Regions from separate parts of the Cricetulus griseus genome. Here region 1 is linked to region 2. The links are chromatin contacts, called in public Micro-C maps. All regions are on one chromosome and are shown on one strand. Each heading gives the region's core, a stretch centred on a gene start, on an enhancer-like site or on the middle of the called end of the contact. The rest is flanking DNA. Distances are from core to core; before and after follow the strand shown. Region 1 holds the start of Stk17b (serine/threonine-protein kinase 17B). Region 2 has its middle 26 kb from the start of Dnah7.

Region 1 (7,019 bases), core at 4,038-6,537, 55 kb after region 2:
CTGCTCAGCCCACTTAAAGGACTTCCATAATTGGTCTTTGCATGTATTAACTTCATACCCTAATGAATTCTGTAACACTCACGTGAACTGATGGCCATTATAATGGATGAACATACCACAGGTACTTGTATGACAATAGATGTAGCTAAAAACAATGTTGGGCAATTGCAGTTTTCCAAATACATTTAAATATGCAAATGAGTTTTGATGCTATGACTCATTTCATTATGGCTCTGTATCTCCTGGGATACAAACTTTGCCTCAGAAGAAGACATTTCAAGAGACTAGACTGTAGGCACATTTACCTATTGCTAATATACCTGTATTGAAATCTGTTTAAGGATCCATATAGCTTTCTTGTTTGCCTCCTTCTGTTTACTTAAAAGAGCTGTCAGTCCAGATATTTTGCTATTTCTCCTCCTCTAGCCAATTTTGCCTATAATAGAGCACAAATGTCATCTCTATCCATTAACATCTTCACAAACAGGGTTTGTCTGTCATGTAATATACATTCAGGCTACCCATCAGTTCTGTCTCTCCTTGTATGTCCTAAAATTACCACCCAATTCTCAATTCTAATAAACAATCCATAGATCTTCTCTTCTACAATTTATAGACTTATAACCAATTCTAACAAGAATATTAACATCCTAAATTTACAAAATTGCCAATATATCTTACTCAATGAAATCATTTAATATTTTATCATCAGACTACACCAATGAAAATATCTTAAGGGACTTAGTAAATGTGTGTTTGTAAGCAATTATAGACACAGTGCCAGAAGGCATAAATGCATAACAGAAGATACAAGTAAGATTTCAATCATACACTAGTATGATGTCATACTCTTTCCAGTTTTTTCATTAACTCCCATTATAATAATTACAATAAGAATTCAGATATGAATCAATGAAGGAAGAGAAAGAATTGTTAGATTTGATCTGTGCCTTGGCTGAACTGAATGGAGAAAGCCAGTATGATGAACAGTAAATAAACATCCTTCTAAACCTCTAACCAACTCAACTTAAAAGTTATTCATTGTAATATTCATTCCAAGGTTATCAAATGAAAAGAGCTCATGAATGTAGAGATTACAGAATACAATACTAAAAGCATTTGGAAATAGTTGCCTTTATTAGCCTCAGGAACTATAACTTAAAATCCTTTGTAGCATGACACTCAAAGACCCAGGAGCTCAATATACCCTTGCTCCCTTTCTCGTCATGCTTCAATCTCATATTTTCTCTCCACTTCTTTGCTTTACTTCTCTGTCTGAAATATACTTTCCTTAAGTGGCTATTTCTTATACATGCTCTGCCCCAAGAAGCTTTGCCTAAAAGCCACAGGTTGACGTAAACGCCTTTCCTTTATGCTTCAAACAAGAGGATTCTTGACATACCCCTTTACTTGAAAATGTAATGTTAGATTGCAATCACACTTTGTATCTAAAGGACAATAACCTTGTACTTGAACTTAAGCAACTTGGCATGATGTCCCTAATAAGAATTTAGAAATGTTGGATAAAAGTCTATAAATGATAAAATACAGCAAAAGGCAATTTTACGGACTAGCCTGAGATTCATCTGGAAATTGCAGTACAGAAGCTTTCAATATAGTCCCTGCCTATTTCATAGCAGTTAGCTAGTTATGAACATTTTAAATTGCTCTTATAGAATTTCAGTTCAAAACAAGGTAGTCACATGACCTAGAAATGTAAATAAATTCATTTTTATCATCTATGCAAGACTAAAAAACATGTAGTCTTGACTTACTAATTGTTTCAGACTAGGTGAGCACTTGTTTTCATGTCACTATCTATGTTAGCTAAGAACACCCCTGAAAGTCAGATAGTTGTCCTATCTTCATGAAGTAAATGTGAATGAATATAGCAGGGAAGCAACTTTTCTCTTCTACATGGGCATCAACAAGACCAAGTTGTGTCTAGGAAAAGATAAACTAAAGTTTTACTTATCTAGCACCCATAAAAAGAAAAAAAAAAAAAGAACTTTCTGCTGTGTTGAAGCATATGTTTTAGCTGGCCAGGGACTGGAAGACAGCACCGGTGTTAATGGATGATGACTTCCATATGCTATGTAGTCTACTGACAGCACTGTACCGTTATATTTGTTTTTAAATACGCAACAGCAAGCATAATTCAATAATCTAATCCCCTGAAAATCACAATAGGAAGCCAACTGACTCTGGTCCAACCTCTAGGGTATAGTTTACACCAGGGATACAGTCCCAGGCAAGGAACCCCAGCCTGACACTGGGCCAAGACAGTAAGGCCTGCCGCCACCTCTTCCACCTTCAGCAAAGAATAAATCCTGTAATTGTGAAGGATGAGAAGATGTTGAAAATGGAAATAATGGTGGGCCAGCAATTACACAGAGCTTGTCACTCATCAGATGGAAAATTGGGTTTCTGTTGTAAAATAAATTACCATACCATTTACTAACAGCACCAAAGTACTGTTTGTTCAGTAACTATTACAATGCAAAATGGAATCTAATCCTTCAAGGATTAAAAAAAAAAAGACTTTCTATTTCACCTTTAAAATTTCTCAGTGCTTAATATGTATGTCCTCTTTTGGACTAGCTGGAAAGAGCAAGGGGATCAAGCAAAACATATTATGTATAAATATTTAAAAGAGAACTCATTTACATGCACAAAATAACCAACTATGAATTACATGCTTAGGAAAAGGATAAAGAGAAGAAAGTAATTTAATGAAGTATGCATTCAAAATTGCAACTTATATCACAATATAATCATATAAAATACATACTTGTAACTTAATTAAAAAGAACATTTCTCTGCTTTGAACACAGTACCACAAACAAACAAACAAACAACAAAACCCTATCTTTTTCTAGTAGTCTGGCATAGAAAACCATGTATAGTTGTATATATAGCTCTGTTGGTAGACTGCCAATCTTACATGCAAGAACCCACAGGTTCAATCCCCAACACTGCTGCCATATAAACAGATAATCCAAATTGAGTTGGTATAGTGGTACTAGCCTTTCATCTCAGCACTTGGGAGGCAAAAGCAGACAGATCTCTTCAGTTCAAAGCCAGCCAGGTCTACAGAGTGAGACTCTGTCTCAAAAAGCAAAAATCCTTCAAAACTGGTAGGCACGTCTTGGGATATGGCTAAACAATAGAGCAAATGTCAAGATGTAGAGAATATCAGATACAGGAAATATGCATTATAATATACTTTAAGAAAATCTAAGGTAAAGTGAATAAATGTGTAACTGGTTTCCTTGATTTATGAGTTTTAAATTGAGTCTCTACAATTAAAATTAGGACATTTTGACATAGAAATCCTTTATAATTATCAAATTGTTACAAAACAAAGTGTTGAAACATGTTTATATGTTCACCTAGTACCATAAAGCTGTCAAGCTGTGCATTGTTAGTGCAATCTTTTTTATTTTGAGATAGGGTTTCTCTGTGTAACAGTTCTGGCTGTTCTAGAACTTGCTCTGTAGACCAGGCTGGCTCAAACTCACAGAGATCCACCTGCTTCTGCCTCCCCAGTGCTGGGATTAAAAGCCTGTGCCACCACTGCCTAGCTGTCAGTACAAAGTTAAAAATGAAATTAATTAAAAGCATCTGCCATTAAATGCCTGCATTTTCTATAGATGTTATTGACATTGATTAATGAAGCCTCTACTAAAATGCCACTTCTACCTTAACCAAATTATAATTTCTATTTTTTTTTAATTTTTTATTACATGCAAGAGGAGAAGTGAGAATAGGTTCTCTCTTTCTACCATGTAGGTCCTATGGATCAGGACATTTGGGTTGGAGACAAGCACCTTCTGGCAGTGCCATCTCCCTGAACTGGAACTGGAATTTCTTACTTAAAAATCCAAGAGACACTGTCACCATTCTATTCACATACAAAGAAGACTCAAATTATTACAGAAATATTATTTTTCTAACTTAAACATACTGTCATGTAAGTAAATGTACTTTAATAGTAAACCTTCATTTTAGAAAATTATCTAAAATGTATGTATATCTCTAGAAATTAACAATTATTTGAAATATCAAAAAAAGGTTAATATTAGAAAAGGATCAGGAAAGAAGACAGGTCTAAAACTTGGTCACTAGCTTTTTGAAATACACTCAATTTTAAAGCAATGTGATTCAATTTTTATGAAACTGCTGAAAACCATTTCTGGGTATCTCACCGTAAAGACTGTACAACGGTGTACCAATGAGAAAGTGAGTTTATACCTCTCTGCCATAGAACTGTGCTCCCTGAGTTGAAAATTCCATGTTTCATATGCCTCCGCTTCCCTAGTTACCGCTGCTGACCCTGCTGCCCAAGACACAGCCCCTCTCTCCCCTAGACTTGAAAACTTAAAAAGTCCACACCGTATCAAACCTGCCGATGAGGTTCGGCGTTATCGGTACCGCGGATGTAAACATGACGTCAGCCAGACACACTCGGTGAATGTCATACACAGACCTAATGTTTTGAGTATGATTGAAATTACTAGGCTTTCGGACATATTTCTTAATTCCAACTTGCGAGCTGAAGCCAGCGCGCCTCTAGTCCCAACACAAGCCACGGAGACTGGCCACCGGCTGGCCGGGAAGTTTCTTTCAACTTTGTCTCCACTCATCTATATCCCGAGAGCCTTTTCCCACGGTAAGGCCGGGCGGGGATAAAGGTCCACACCGTGGCCATGATGTGGCTCTCCAGTCTGTGGATGGGTCACAGGCACAGAGGACTAACCACCTCCTTAAAGGAAAGCCGGGAAGTCACGGCAACAGCTCGGCTCGCCACGCCGGGACTGACAGCAGCTCACGCGACGGCCGCAAAGTTTCTCCCGGGCTGCGGGTCAGGCGCGCCCGCCCGCCCCGACGTGAAGGCGCCCCGCGACCACCGCACGCGACCCCGGGAGCCACAAGGAGGACAGGTTCACACGCCGTGGGGGCGATCGGGCAAGGCCACGCTCCGGGACGCCGGCCCCGGCCCTCGGGCTCCCCGCCGTGTCCCCGCGCCCCGCACCCTAGACGCGACGCTGGCGGACCGCTCGGCCGCAGTTCGGCGCCGCCGCCGCAGGCTCTACCCACCCTCCGACCGGGCCGCGGCTACACAGGCTCACCTCGCACTCTTCCCCGCAGCGGCCGGTCGCCGTCAGCCAGGCCCCGAGAGGCGACTCCCGGTGGCGACGACCGCACAGACGCTGACCCAAGCTTCTTACAGTTGGGGTTTGAAAAGTGCAGCCGCCTCTTGGGCGCAGGACTTCGATAGACTCCGCCTTCTCGTGCCGAAGAACCAATCGGAGCGCGCGTGGCGGGTGGGGTTGTCACGTGGGGGGCGGGGAGGGGCGCCGGCCAGCCGGGCGTGCTGAGGGGCGGGGCCGCAGTTGGGGAGTGGGCGGGGCCCGGGCGGGGCGCCTGGCGCCCGTAGGTTTGGCTGCAGACAGTCTAGAACTGGAGAGGGGGCGGGTTTAGCCCCTCGCGACTTTTTTCCACCTGTAGAGTGGTCCCTCCTGGTGGTGTGGGTAGTGGGACGCCAGAGAGAAAAGAAGCCGGAGACGTCCCTGCTGTTTGCCTCTGTGACGACCACAGTTCTTTTTTCTTTTTTTTTTTATAAAGACTTCCCTGTCCTCTTCCTTACCACCTGAACCTACTCTGCAAATAGAGATTCCAGTTTGCTATCCATTCCAGAAGTTCTTGGAACCATAAACACGGGGATTTACCGATGCTGATCTCTACAGCTGGTGTCCTGAGACACTGGCTCAAAGCACTGTAGGAGAGGCCGAAGACGAACTAATTGCTACTTTACTGTGCTGAGGGAAAGGATGAAAACCTGTATCTGCTCAACACACATTGCTAACTTCATTATTTTTTAATTTTTATGGCAGGGTTAGAGTCCAAAGAGAAGCCAGGGCCTTTCTCATGCTAAACAAGGGCTCCACCACCGAGTTCCACCCCCAGCCCCCAGGATCTGTTACCTCTTGAAGACAGTTTAAAAATTGAAAGTACCTAGACTTTCAATTTGCTAGACACAGTAGGTTTACATACATATAAGATCCTGGGATATATATATATATATATATTATATATATATATATATATATATATATATATCCTCTTGCTTTTAAAAGATCTTAGCAACATTTCCCCAAGATTTCCTCAAGCTATCCGATTGTTCTTCCTTCTAATATACAAGCATTTAAAGCATCATATCCATTTCACCAAGTCTGTCTGTTGTTATTTAGACAGGCTTCAGTATAATGTATTGATTCTCTAAGCTTTGTCCAACTGAGGAGATGGCATCTTTCTGGCCAGGGAAGCCTATTTGTGAAGATGGAAACAAAGTCACACACTGAAAATATATTTGTCAGGTGTTCACAAACCATTGAGACTGTTCCCATATTTTCTTTCAGAAAAAAATCAGCTGCATCCCAAAGTCCCCGAGTCAAAGCTGGAGCCAGTACCCTCCTGGGGCTCCTTGTAGTGGTTTTTGATGTATACATGTGTTAACTGTACCCTTTTAATTTCAACAGTTCCTTGGTTGCCAGCTTTTGCGTGTGGAGGAGTGTATTTATGTGTTTATGTGGGGTTGTGTACATCAGTGTGCATGAATGTGGAGGCCAGGGGTCGCCTCATTAACTCTCCACCTTACTTTTGAGAGTCTCACCTTAAACCAATTCAGCTAGGCCAGCTGACCAGTGAACTCTGGAGATCCACCCACCTGTCTCCACTTCCCCTGCACTGGGGATTACAGGAGACGGGTTCAGGCACCATCGTGTCCAGCTTTTTACACAGGGATCTGTGCTGAGGTCCTTGTGGTAGCACGACAAGCATTTTTACCAACCGAGACATCTCCCTGGCCCATTGCCAACATAAAAAAAACAACAACAAAACATTTTTAGTTTCAATCCTTTGTATGTGAGGGGTTTGTGCACATGAGTACAGGTGCCAGAGGAGGCTGGAGGTGCTCGCTTCTCCCCACCTAAAGCTGGAGTTAGATATGGTGAGCT
Region 2 (7,386 bases), core at 4,862-7,361:
TGTCACATCCTCAAGGCCCACTGCGTTGCCACTGCCAAATTTTTGGTGTCCTTCTAGCCTTCTGCTCATCTGTCTACCTATCTGTCAGTGGACATCATGCCTACTGGTAGAATGTGGCTTGTTTATATGCAATGTAAATATATTTGGATTCTTGGTCTTCCTTTCTCAAAATGTTTAGAGTAAGTTCTATGGAACACTATGACTCCTCCTGTGGTAGTTTCATTGTACTGAACTATTCTAGATCATCAGCCAAGAGTGGTTTTAAATATAAAGCAGAGATTCATGATAGATAAGTTTTTAATATCTTACATACCATTTCCATACCATATGATATTTTTCTTGGCTTACTAGTTGTTTTCACTTATACCAGATGCTTCGTAATGGAGACAGGTTAGAAGCAACACCATGCAAACTGGGCCTAGTCTCTAAGGAATTTGATCCCAGCTACTCAGGAGGCTAAGGCAGGAGGATTGCAAGTTTAAGGCCTGCTTGGTTATAGAATCAGTTCACCCTGAGCAACTTGGTGAGACCCTGTCTCAAAATAAAAAGAAAAGTGAAAAATAGTTTGGGAAATTAGATCAGTGGTAGAGTAACTTGCTTATACAAGCTGCCCTGGATTCAATCCTTACTGCCAGACGAAGGATGATGAGGAAGATGAAGGGGAGGAGAAAAGGGAGGAAGAAAGAGGTAACACCTTGAAGGTTATCTGTTCAGTATCAGAGAGGGCCTCAGAATTGGTACATTTGGATTAAACTGGGTCAAGTGATGGGCCAAACTCTCCATCCATTCTGGTGTGTATTGTTACTGAGAAGTCATACATCTTTCACCTATGTGAGAGTATTTAATATGAGTTTGTTTATATCATCTTGATTTATATTGATGAGTTTTTCTTGGTTTATAAATGTCATCCAATTTGAAAGCCACCGTGAATAGGGATGTATCTAAGATCTTTCTCTGTACCTTTGTTGTTGGTGTTCAGAAAGCTATTGATTTGAGCAAGTTGATTCTGCATCCTGCCATGTTGCTGAAATTTTTTTATCCATTGCTCTATAATTCTGACAGAATTTGTGGGATTTTTAATGAACAATGTCTTGTCATCTGCAAATAAGGAATTTTTTTAACTTCTTTTTCTATCTGTATCCTTTAATTTCCTTTCTTGCCTCACTGCTCCTGCTAGCACTTCCAGAGCAGTGTTATACAGCAATGTGGATAGTAGACAGCCCTGACTCATTCCCAACTTCAATCTGATTGCTTCAAGCTTTTTTGCCATTTGGGATGTTGTTGGCTGTGGTTTTCTCATATATAATTTTTTATGATATAGAGGTATGTTCCCTCTAGCCCTACATTCTGTAGAGACTTTTATTGTGAAGGCATGTTGGAATTTGTCAGAGGCTTTTTTTTTTCATCTTTTGAGATAGTCATGTGATTTTGAAAGCATTTGACTTGCATTTCCTTAAATCCTTGTCTGTTCCATTCTATTCCTACTATTTAAGGTAGTGTGACTGCTTATGTCTCATAGGTCACCAAAGTTCTATTTGCTTTTTTTCTCTTGTGAGTCATGGTCTCACTGGCTTAGAACTGCAGTCCTCTCACCTTAAGCTCATTTGTGCTGGCAGTTCAAACATGCAGCACCATGTCTGTGTGTGTGTGTGTGTGTGTGTGTGTGTGTGTGCGCGCGTGCGCGCGCGCGCGCGCGCGCACCCACTTTCTGTGTTCTCATTTCTATTTTTTTTAATGCTTCAGTTTTAATAGTTCCTGTGACCCATCTTTAGGATTTTCTTCTGTAATGTTAAGCTTTCTTTGTAAATAATTCCATTTTTTTGTGTGTTGGAATAGTTCAGTTATAGAATTTCTGTTTTATTCTTCTCAAAGTGGTCCATTTCTCTGTTAAGGTTCTTTGTTCCTTGCTCTATGCATTTCTTCTAGTTGACTGGCCCTTAACTGCGTTCTTTATAATACAAATGTGATTATAACTCTACAGCTTTCCCAGGGTCTGAGTCATCCTTTGCAAATTATTGTTTTACCCTTGCAGGGAGTCCATGGGAATCCCCAAACTTATAGGCAGTTAGTCAGAGGCACACGTGACTGTCAGGTCTTGCAACTGGTGTCTGAAGTGAGGACAGTTTTGTGAGGCTGACCAGTTTGTAGAATCTATACTAACTCCAGGTAGTTAGTGTCAGGATTGGTGGAAAGAAATGCAAATGTAAACTCACATGGTGTACCCCAAATGGGTGACAGGTGAACCAAGCCGAAGCCCCAGGCTAGCTGCTTCTCTAACTTTATGAAGACTCATTCATTTTTCCTCACTGCTCTGTCATGTGAAAAGTTAAAATATAGTGGTGATTTTATTGAGATAACCTTCACATAAGGAGGTAACTATGTTGGCTTCACTTCTACAGACTTCATGAGTAGGTCTGAAATATTTATAATATATATACATCTATGACTACTGGTAGTCTACTCTTTCTCCCAGCTCTGAAATAATTAAACTACTATGATATAAGACTCTTGGGTCAAAGAATCTACATTTCCTTAAGGTGGGACTAATCACAGCCACATCATTTGTCTTCAAATATAATTTTTTCCAGTAATCAAACTTGTATTTCTTTTTTATTTATTTTTTTATTAATTCAAGTTAGGGAACAGACTTGTTTCACATGTAAGTCCCTTCTCCCTCTCCCTCCCCTCAAACTTGTATTTCTATTTCTAGTGTACCAACAGGTTCAGAATCAAAGCAAAAAAAAAAAAAAAAAAAGCTACTTGACTTATTGATCTCCCAAAGTGTCACTGCACTGCATAAAATTTCCAAAGTGACTCAAAATTGGCAGATGAGTCAATTAGAACTTAAGTGTGTTTGCTGATCATTTTTTTCTTTACCATAACTGAATGCCTAAGTCTGGGTAATTTATATAAAAAATGTATTTGCTTTTACAGATCTGAAGGTTGGGGGTGTATGAGATTTGGCAGAGGCATTCATGTTGCATCAAAATGTAGCATGGGGCGTCACAAAGTGAGAGAGCAAGTGTTCATCTCAGATGCCATCAGGGCCACAGATGCCATCACGGGTCCCATCACATCGTCAGTCCTAATTATGAATTATGATATAGAGCCTATCATAGGCTCTGTATCAAAATTTCAACAATATGTGAATTTGAAGATAAAGTTTCCAGCCAATGAACTTCTGGAGTACACATTCAACCTTAATACCAGGTTCTCCAAAGATGTGCAAACGTTTTATAAACCATCCCCTCCCCTTCTCCCATCAGACTAAAGCTGTCCCTTTAATAGCTCCTTAAAATCTCTGGTCCCTTCATAGGGAATGGGTTCCCAAAGTCCATTTGTGTTGTAGGGATAAACACTGGCTCCATTGTTAGACATCACATAGACTGCCCTGGCCACCTAGCTGGCACCCACATTCAGAGGGCTTGGTTCGGTCCAATGCTGGCTCCCCACTATTACAGCCCAGCTACATGAAAGAGGGCCTGGGCCCTCCCCCAAATGATGTGACAGACTTTGATGATCCCCTTTGGAAGCATGAAAGGCCTCACTATCCTTGGGAAGTGGGTGAGGGTGGGTTGAGGGGGTCAGTGGAAGGCATGGGTGGATGGGAGGGTGAGGGAATAGGGGGATTGATACGTAAAATAAGATTGCTTTTAAAATTAAAAAAAAAAATCTCTGGTTATTGACCATACCCAGTCTGAGCCATCTAACCTGCATTCTGTCACTACCAGTGTCAAATGAGCTCTAGAGAGGTAAGTTCCACTCTTCCCCAGGTCTCCTCTTCTTTCACTAACTGTCCATGCAACATCCTCATTTCTTAGAGGATTTTACCGGTAGCTCTGCCCCAGTGAGAAGAAGTTACAGTTGGTGAGTTTTCTGCCTACTTGGTTCCCTATATTTCAATCCTAGTTAGCTCAGAGCACCTTCTAGAAAGCACCATGTCATAAACCGTTCTGGAGCAGACACCATATTAGTCACTTCTCTACTGCTGTAATCAAACACCGTGACCAAGGCAACAAGGAAGTATTTGGACCTATAGTCCACAAGGATGAGAACCCATCATGGAAGCAAAGGGGCAGACATGGCAGTTGGTATAGCAAGCTTATAGCTCACAGCTTGAACTACAAGCAGGAAGCAGGGAGAGCACACTAGGAACATGGCAAGTCTTTAAAATTATCAAAGCCCACCTCCAATAATATTGGAGGACATGTCTCCCCCAATAAGGCCACATCTCCTAAGCCTTGAAAACACTGCCACCAGCTGGGAACCAAGTATTCAAATTCTAGATCCAATGGGGGACACTCTCATTCAAACCACCGCAAATACCTTCCAGGTCACTTTCATAGGGAAGTGCTTGAGTCTACAGGCTATTACTGAACACCACCTCCTCTGTAAAGGGAGCTGTCAACTACAGTCTAGAGAGTTTCTCCTGGTCATATTTTTGCCAATGTTTGTCCTATCACCCACCCATTTCAGCCACATGTATGTGTGCGTGCACACACACAAAACCATTCCTCTACTAGCACCCCTACTTCCACATTCACAGGAACAAATGCTCTTACATGAAACAACTAACATTTTATTTGTGTCATTCAATACCGAGATTGTCTTTGGCATCTTTAGTGATAATGTTACACAGAACGTACTTGCATAAGGCATGGTGCCTAGCCAAAGATATCAAGAAGGCCTGTGCTAAAGCATTTCTTGTTGGGTCAGCTTTTATTAAATTGTCCCCAGGAGCTGGCTATTTGGGGGGGGGGAATAAAATATTATTGGTAAAGAACAGCATGTAAAGTTTCCAAAAGTGAAAGTGCATGTAACCAAAGAAAGGATAACATTTCAAGGCCTGCACAGTAAAGACATTCACTGGAAAATTCCTCTAAAACATAATAGGAGCTGCTGCTGCTGCTACAAAGGAAATATTTGCCCTTCAGTGCATGGTATTAAAGTTCAATATGTTTGTGATGTACTCAAAACACCTCCCTGTTAAAGTCTGAGATCTTTCATGATAAGCTCCCCCTTAGGGACTTGACTCTTGTTCCCTTCCTGCCGCGGCACCACTGGGGCGAAATTCTCGATGTAAACCCTCAACTCCAGGGACTCATTCCTTTCACACAGCATCCAGCATCAAATAACTGAATATCTAAGCTCATTCCTCAAGCACACAAGTGACTCCACGTGCTAGAGGATGCAAATCTGATAGCATTCTGTTTTCAACTAGAGAAATTATCTTACACTTCCAGGGGGTGGCTGGAGGGTGGGCATTGTGTGACTTACATGACAGCTGGACTGCTTGGAGTATCTGCCCTGGCCTCTACATATAGGACTAGCATGGCAGCCTGTGGTCTTCAGTCTCTCTAGGGATCAGTGAAAACACTGAGGTAGGCAGCACACAGCACAGTCTCTATTCTACATCTATAACACAAAACTGGTACCAAATAAACCAAAACCAAAAACAAAAACAAAAACACAACAACAACCAAACAACAACCCTCTTACTTGTCCCCATGAAGCTTACTTCTTGGCTCCCCAAGGGTGGGCAGGCACTTCTTAGGAGTAGTGAGAGTCTCTTGGACTTTATGCAATGTTCTGTTTACACACACAACCCCAGTTGGTTCAAACTACAAGGCTGACTCCTTCTGAACAAAGGGCACCATTGCACTTGCTGAAGGCAATTACTCCAGAGGCTTTGGTCTACATGGAAAGTAGAAGAGCACAAATGCTACAACGGAAATCATAACAAAAGGTGTCCCTATTCCTCTGAATATTCCAGTCACCTTTAACCATTGTAGCAGGAGAGTCCTCTTGAGCAGCCAGCTTTGTATCTGGCCATTGATTCCAGGTGAGGAAGCTGTACTTAACTCAGGTTAGAAAGTTTGTTTTCACATGTGCATCTATTTGATCAAAACTCCAAGCTAAATATCCTACTTTTCTTAAGCATGGAAATGATCTAATCACAACAGGACATGCATACAGAGCAGGCTGTTCAATAGCTCTGAAATACGTGTCAAGTATCCCAAGTTGTAGGACCCTGTCTAGAACAGGGAAGGAGGAGGCTGAGGCTCAGGAAGTAGCTTTGCAGGGAAAGCCTGAGTCCCTGTGTGGGTGACTCAGCTCTGCTGTGCTTGGGGAAGATTAATTGTCACATGCTTTACTCTTGGTGAAATAGGTTACTTGTGGTGGGGGTTGTAGAAGGAAACTTGTTTTTAGATTCCTGTGAGTAAGAAAGGGATTTATCTGAGAAGATACACATTGGGTCTGCAATGGGAACTTTTCCTTCCTCAAGATAAAAGATTATCTTCCAAGTTATCTGGAACTGTTACTCCCCAGACCATTTGAGCTGGGCAGATAAGAGGTGGAATTCTATTTACCCTGCCACTTTGCTCAACACAGCCTCAGCATGCTGCCCCAGCTGCCCCAGCTGCCCCAGCTGCCTCAGCTGCCTCAGCGAGTCAGCAGCTCTAAAATCTGTCCTGAGTCACAGCAAGAAGTGGTCAGAGGCTTTGGGATGCGTGTCCCAGGCACACAGCCGACTCTCTGCATTAGCCTGCTAAACATCTTGCATTCTGCAGGTAGGCACAGCCTAGAGAGGGCAAGGCTCCCAAGCTAGCTGTCTTCTGTCTTCACTGACTAACTCTTGGCTTTGTTCTGGGCTCTAACCAGGAGAGCTTCAGGCTTGGCCATTCCCCTTTTGCCAGGAAATGGTGCAGGGATCAAGCCACTAAAGACACACTGCTTAGGGCCTTTGCAAATAAAACCTTCTTCCCTAATAAAATGAAGCTTTACTTGATTAAGTTGCTTAATTAACTTGCCCCCTGCCCCCATCTCTGGCTCTGGAGTTCCTGTTTGGAAAGGTGATAAATTCTGCTGTCCAAGCCCTCCTGGATGTAGTAAAGTCACAGTTAAATGCACCCTAGCCACCCTCAGCTGGAGAAGCTTGCCTTTTTTTCTGAAAGAGTACTAAAATCCATGCGGTTTCAACTTATTCCTAAGTAGACAAAATTAGCACTCAGAGTTGAATTTGCATAATGGATATCCCTCTGCAGAATGGATATCTAACAGTGGCAATAATTTCAAAGTAATACCCTGATTATCACATTCAGGGAAAGCCCTTAAAACAATACACATCAAAGACTCAGTTGAGTTGTCAAGTGTTGTTATTGAGATGACAGGCAAGACTGCCAATTCTGGAGTAAATTATAAGGCCCGTGATAGATTGCTTCTTCTGCCATGTGATGGCTCAGCAAGAAGGACCCATCTATGGCAAGGAGATCAGCCACGGGGAATCTGCTAGCATCTTGATATTGCCTGTCCTAGCCTCCTCTACTGGAAACAGCCAATTTCTGTTTATAAATTGGTCAATATAAGGTGTGTTTGGATTGCAGT

The links. A called contact is a pair of places that touch in the nucleus more often than the background predicts.
Region 1: a Micro-C map of the CHO-K1 cell line shows a contact between it and region 2, with 1.9 times the contacts expected there. The contact joins the promoter of Stk17b here to the enhancer-like site in region 2. A contact is called at or near these places in 4 of 8 Hi-C or Micro-C datasets (the CHK-Q cell line, the CHO-K1 cell line and fibroblasts).

Annotation. Positions count from the first base shown.
Region 1 is chr2:408,372,242-408,379,260 of CriGri-PICRH-1.0, forward strand. It overlaps Stk17b (serine/threonine-protein kinase 17B), which reads right to left and starts at 5,288. Exons shown (of 8, transcript XM_027396878.2): 1 at 5,133-5,288.
Region 2 is chr2:408,316,025-408,323,410 of CriGri-PICRH-1.0, forward strand. No RefSeq gene overlaps it. Among named protein-coding and RNA genes, the nearest start is that of Dnah7, 26 kb to the left of the region's middle. Within about 2 kb of position 6,112, at least 4 of the 6 cell types and tissues checked have open chromatin away from gene starts, as enhancers often do. A contact at or near this core is called in the CHO-K1 cell line and fibroblasts, where this site is marked.